Linked DNA regions of Sus scrofa: region 1 is linked to region 2. Evidence: chromatin contacts called from public HiChIP or PLAC-seq data. All regions are on one chromosome and are shown on one strand. The core of a region is the stretch at or near the end of the contact, and the rest is flanking DNA. Distances in the headings are between cores, read along the strand shown. Region 1 holds the start of DYRK2 (dual specificity tyrosine-phosphorylation-regulated kinase 2). Region 2 holds the start of CAND1 (cullin-associated NEDD8-dissociated protein 1).

Region 1 (2,700 bases), core at 152-2,651, 390 kb after region 2:
AGCTTTGCAGACTCTGAGAGGGTCACACTGTAACTTTGAAACATTCATTTGGGGGCATTTGTATAAAGCTGAGTGTGATCTTGCTGGGAGGTTGTTATGACAATTTGCAAACAGTAGAGGCGATGGGACTCCGCAGGAGGTGGCCCGGTTGTGATTTGAGTCTATACTAGCTTCTGCCTGCACACTTGGTCCAGCCAGGGGCCCTAGGATACATAAGACAGATGATAATGGACCCAGGTCCCCAGAACTTCAGAAATCTGGCACCTCTCAAAAAGCGCAAGGCAAGGAGTGTTGCAGCTCCGTCATCAGGGATTGCCTGACCTCCTCTACCCCTTTTGAAGTGACAAAAACCTGTGACCTTTGGATAAAGGCGCGTGTCATGTATGACAGAGGCGGGTTCGAGATGCGCAAGCAGTTTTTCAGTCTGCAAGGGTAAGAGGCTGTATATGGCAAATGAAGAGGACGGGGAAATTCTCTGCGTGTCTTGTCTGGGAAGAGGAAAAAGACTTGGATGTAAAGAATTAAAGGTGTCTCTCAGGAAGGTGTGTCTCTCCCATGGGCAACGCAGGGGAAAGACTCTGAGTAGTGAGGAAATGGGAGGTGTCTCTGATGTTTATTTTTGCCTAGCAACCCACAGCCAACTGCTTCCCCGGCAGCCGTCCACACGCGCCTCTCAACCTCCCCTTGTCCTAGCGACTGGAGAGCGGTCACTCGGTGTCAGTAAATCGGGGAGGGAGTGTGTGTGGTAGAGGTGGAGGTGGGAGGTGCAGCCCTCTCCTCGGCCCACTTTCGGGGTCACCAGGCTAAGGCAAGGCCCTCCATCGGGCTGGGTTTACCTTACCGAGGTGACCCTCGCACAATTAAGTTATGTACATGATGACTTGTGGGAAGGGGGTGGTTAAGCCACTGGGACCGGGAAGGCGGGGGTGGGGGGGCAGTATTGTTTGTGAGCGGCCTTTTAAGTTAGGAAAGCTGAAAATGCATGTGTTTGGGGGCGCTCTCGGAAGGGGAGGGCAGGGTCTCTGCAGCGATTTCGGTGGGAGGGAAGCAGCGGTAGGTTGCGCTGTAGGGAAGGCGGGGTGCAGCCGGGGCGGGCGAGGCCGAGGAGGAGTAGGGAGGGGAGGGGAGTAGGTTGTTAGCTGGGGAGCCGAAGGGAGAGGTGCAGATGGCCGGAGGGAAGCTGAGGGCGAGCAAGTGGAGGCGGCAGAGTTTTCCAGCGCGTGGAGGGGTGGCTATGCAGATGATTGGGTGGCAGGGAGGGACTCCGGTGGGTGGCTGGGTGGGGGAGGGGTGTGCGCGAGAGTGTGTGGCGCGGCTGGGGGGAGTCCGGGGGCGGGGCCTGCTTGGCAGCGGAGGGAGCGGGGGCGGGGCTGCCCTCCCCGGCCGCGCGGCGCGCGGGCGCCTGGCGAGTGTGCGCGGGGGCGCGCGTGCGCGGCCCGGGAGGAGGCTCCCGAGCGAGTCGGCCGAGGCGGCGCAGCCCGCTCCCCCGCGCCCTATGTGAGGGAATCGGGGAGGCCCGCGGCGCGCCGGGGAGGGCGAGGCATGTGCACGGGCCGGGGGGTGCTGCGGCCGCCCGAGGAAGAGGAGGACGGCGGCGGCGGCGAGGAGAGTGGAGGGCTCGCGGCGGCGGGCCCGGGCGGAGGGGATGCAGTGGACTGTGTGTGTCTGGCTGTAGCTGACGCGAGGCGGCGAGGAGGCGCCGGAGATCTGCGAGAAGGGCGACCGGGAGGCGGCGGCGGTGGCGGCCGCGAGAAGTAGCAGCAGGACGGGCGGCGGCGGAGACGGCAGCCCTGAGATGCATTTTCCTCTCCAGCGGCCATGTTAACCAGGAAACCTTCGGCCGCCGCTCCCGCCGCCTACCCGACCGGTAAGGAGGCCCGGGCCCCGCGCCGCCCTGGGCTCCCGCCCCCGTGGCCCCAGCCGGCCCCCGGGCCGGCCCTCGTGGCGCGGGAGCCTGCTGCCAACGGGACCTCGAACAAAGTCTGCGCCGCGGCGGGGCGGCTGCAGGGATCCTGGGGCGGACGGCGCGCCCTCGCCTCGGCTGGGCTCATTGTTGCACGCGGGCCCCCGAGGCTCCCCCGAGCGGGCCGGCAGGGGCCGTCCGGGGCCTCCCCACCCGGGGCTCGGCGAGGCGGTGGCGGCGCCCAGGCTGGCGGTGCAGCCCCTGTCCCCGCCTGCAGCTGCCAGCAACGTGTGCCGCCGGCCTCGCCCCTGCCGGGCTCCCCTGAGGGGTCACGAACTCGCCTGCGCGCGGGGGCCCGACTTAACTTTGCAGCAGCCTGAGCCCCGCCCGCGGGGGCGCGCCGGGGATCCGCGTCCCCGGCCTGCCAACGCTCCCCGACCGCCCGCGTTTACTGTCCCGGCTCTGCCCGGGGGAGAGCGGGCTCCGCAGCCCAGAGGGGTGGGGCGGGGCCACGGGGTCCGGGTGACTTTCTTCCCCTTGACCCTCTTTTGTCTCCTCCCGCGCGTGGCTGCCAGGCCGAGGAGGGGACAGCGCCGTTCGTCAGCTTCAGGCTTCCCCGGGGCTCGGTGCAGGGGCCCCCCGGAGCGGAGTGGGGACCGGCCCGCCCTCCCCCATCGCCCTGCCGCCTCTCCGGGCCAGCAACGCTGCCGCCGCAGCCCACACGGTGAGATCCAGCCCGCGGGCAGCGCGAGGAGACGGGGCGGGAGGGGTCCGGGGCACGAACCCTCGGACTTGGG
Region 2 (2,700 bases), core at 138-2,637:
AACAGAAGAAAGAATAATAGAGAAACGTTGGGATTTAGCACTTGGATGAAAGGAGCTATTCAATCCCCCCCTCCTGCCTCTCTCTCTCTCTCTTTTTTTTTTTTTAGGTCCTGTTATCTCAATTCGCGTAAAGGAGTTAAAAATGTGCATCGTGGAGTTCCTGTGGTGGCTCAGTGGTTAACAAATCCGACTAGGAACCATGAGGTTGTGGGTTCGATCCCTGGCCTTGCTCAGTGGGTCAAGGATCTGACGTTGCAGAGACCTGTGGTGAAGGTCGCAGACGCGGCTCGGATCCAGCGTTGCTGTGGCTCTGGCGTAGGCCAGTGGCTACAGCTCGGATTCAACCCCTAGCCTGGGAACCTCCTTATGCTGTGGGAGCCACCCAAGAAAATGGCAAAAAGACAAAAAAAAAACAAAAAAGTGCATCCTAAAATACATCACTGATTTCTGTGTCTGTATGTTTTAGGGAACAATAAAATAGCTGTAGGATTACCAATCCCACAATTGCGCAATACAGAGGGTGACAGTTTAGCCATTCTAAATGAAAGGAATAAGTCTCCAATACAATCATCAGTCGTTGGCCGTTCATCTGTACTAAGCTCCGTCTTCCTTTAGGGGACTGGCTCTAGAACGCATTTTGGGAGTGCCCAGCAAAAGCTCAGCTGTCTTAAGAGAATAAGGCTACCATCACTTTTAATAATTCGTATTAAGAAATCGCTGCTAGGCCTCTGCCAAGAATATCCACTCATCCGCAATGCGCCTGCCCAGACCGCAGCAGCCTAGCTCAGGAGACACCCTAGAACAGCAAACACCGACGTAAGAAAAAATCCGAATCTGCTGCAGAAAACTACTCCACTGCGCTTCAAAGGTTCTATCCAACACAGCCGCCTCGCTAGACTACAAATCCCAGGATTCCCTACTCCACCAGAAGCCAATAAGGAAGCTACAAGTTCCTTCAACCAATCACATCCTGACCCAGTGTACCATGCCGACTGAATTCTGGGATTTGTGGTTTTCACGTGGCAACATTACACCGTCGTGGTTAAGGCACTGTAGGCCACGCGTCCGATTTGGAACGAAAGCTCCTTCTCATGATTCTTCTGTTGCTTTTCAGGCTAACCTCTTGATTAGCATTTCTCCGATCCTTATACTCCTTAAAAATCGTAAACTATTTTTCTTACTGTCATAGAGGAAAAAAAAAATCATGTTATTTTTGGATGAAGGTATGCTTGTCCCACTGGCCCCCCCATTCCTTAACCGTCGCTTTCAAGTCTCGCGATAACAGCCTCTTTTGGTCGTTGTCATGCCTCCTGGAAGGTGGGTCACGCGAAGACTGACATAGGCCTTAGCCAACAGAATTGTTCTTTACCTAGCGTCTCCACAGCGTGCGTGGGGGTCCTCCGTGAACCCTGACCTGAGCTCTGGGTAAGCGTCCCGCGTCTACTACCCCCGCCCCCGGAGCGAAGGAGGCGGGTTTTGGCCTCTTGCCCTGTGGAGGGAGTGGGAGCGAGACAGGCCCGAGTGGAAGTGTCTGGCTCCCCGGAGCGGCCCTGCAGTATTCCTCGCTGCCCATGAGCTCGTTCTCCAGCGAGCAGCGCCGTCGTTAGGCCAGCCGGGTAGCCTCTGCTTCCCCCGGGACAGGCCCACGCCTCGTCGGGGAGGGGGCAGCCTGTCGAGGCGCCTCCCTAGTCAGCGTCTGCGTCGCGCTGCGACCCTGGAAGCGGGAGCCGCCGCGAGCGAGAGGAGGAGCCCCAGCGGCGGCAGCGGGCAGGAGCACCAGCAGCGCCAGCGGGCGGGATCGAGGCCGTCAACATGGCGAGCGCCTCGTACCACATTTCCAATTTGCTGGAAAAAATGACATCCAGCGACAAGGACTTCAGGTGAGGCCGAAATCCGACTCTCAGCCCACCTCGGAGTCCCCCATCCGCGGCCCTGGCCCTCACACAGGCCTTGCCCCACCCCTTTGGCCTTAACCGGTTCCTCGGCTTTCCCGAGGTCTCCAGCCCACCCTCCGCTCCCCGATCCCGGCGGGCCCCTTTTCTCGCCCGCCTTCTCACCCCCTCCCCCCATTCTTTGCTTTAGGCCGTTGCCCGCCTCGGGTCCTAGGCCCTTTCTGCATCCCCCAACGCCTCCACTGCATGCCCTGCCCTCCCGGGACGTGCCTTTGGCGTCCCAGGTAGCGCGAAAGGGGCGAGATCACGCACTATTGTGGGGAATGGAGTTGCTTTCGGCTTGAAGACCCAGAAGCCGGCCTACCCGCTGGTCTGCCCGAGGCGCTAGGCCGCCCCGCTTGCAGGGCCCGAGCTGCTGCTTGCTGCCCACTCGGGGACCCATCTGCCATCTCCTTTCCCGCAGATATGAGCGGGCCTTGGTGCATTCAGCTTGAACGATTTCCTTTTTTCCCAGCTCTTCGGGGATTGGATTATAAACTTTTTCTTTGGATTATCCCTTTGGTGAAGATGGGAAGGAGGAGGGGGAACCAGGATGGTGAAAACTTGACTCGTTAGGGTTTTCCCGCCAGCATCTCTTGTCATTTTCCCTTGTCAGGTGAAAACCCAAGCAGGAACTCGGGGTTTCAGTCTCATTTCCTTATATCCAAAATTAACTGCCAGAAAGGTGAATTGCCGAACCGTAAACAAAAAGGTACACCGAGCGATGGATCTTATTAAAAGAAGGAATTTTCTAATAGGGGGATGGTGA

What was found. HiChIP or PLAC-seq counts read pairs in DNA pulled down with a chosen protein or histone mark.
Region 1: a contact with region 2 is called in an H3K27ac HiChIP or PLAC-seq map of alveolar macrophages. The contact joins the promoter of DYRK2 here to the promoter of CAND1 in region 2. A contact is called at or near these places in 1 of 5 promoter capture datasets (liver), 2 of 47 Hi-C or Micro-C datasets (embryonic fibroblasts and skeletal muscle) and 1 of 2 datasets of contacts at active chromatin or transcription factors (alveolar macrophages).

What each region holds. Positions count from the first base shown.
Region 1 is chr5:32,046,213-32,048,912 of Sscrofa11.1, forward strand. DYRK2 (dual specificity tyrosine-phosphorylation-regulated kinase 2) reads left to right here and starts at 1,402. Exons shown (of 3, transcript XM_021091961.1): 1 at 1,402-1,867; 2 at 2,479-2,627. The coding sequence starts at 1,819.
Region 2 is chr5:31,656,121-31,658,820 of Sscrofa11.1, forward strand. CAND1 (cullin-associated NEDD8-dissociated protein 1) reads left to right here and starts at 1,388. Exons shown (of 16, transcript XM_003126362.4): 1 at 1,388-1,880. The coding sequence starts at 1,813.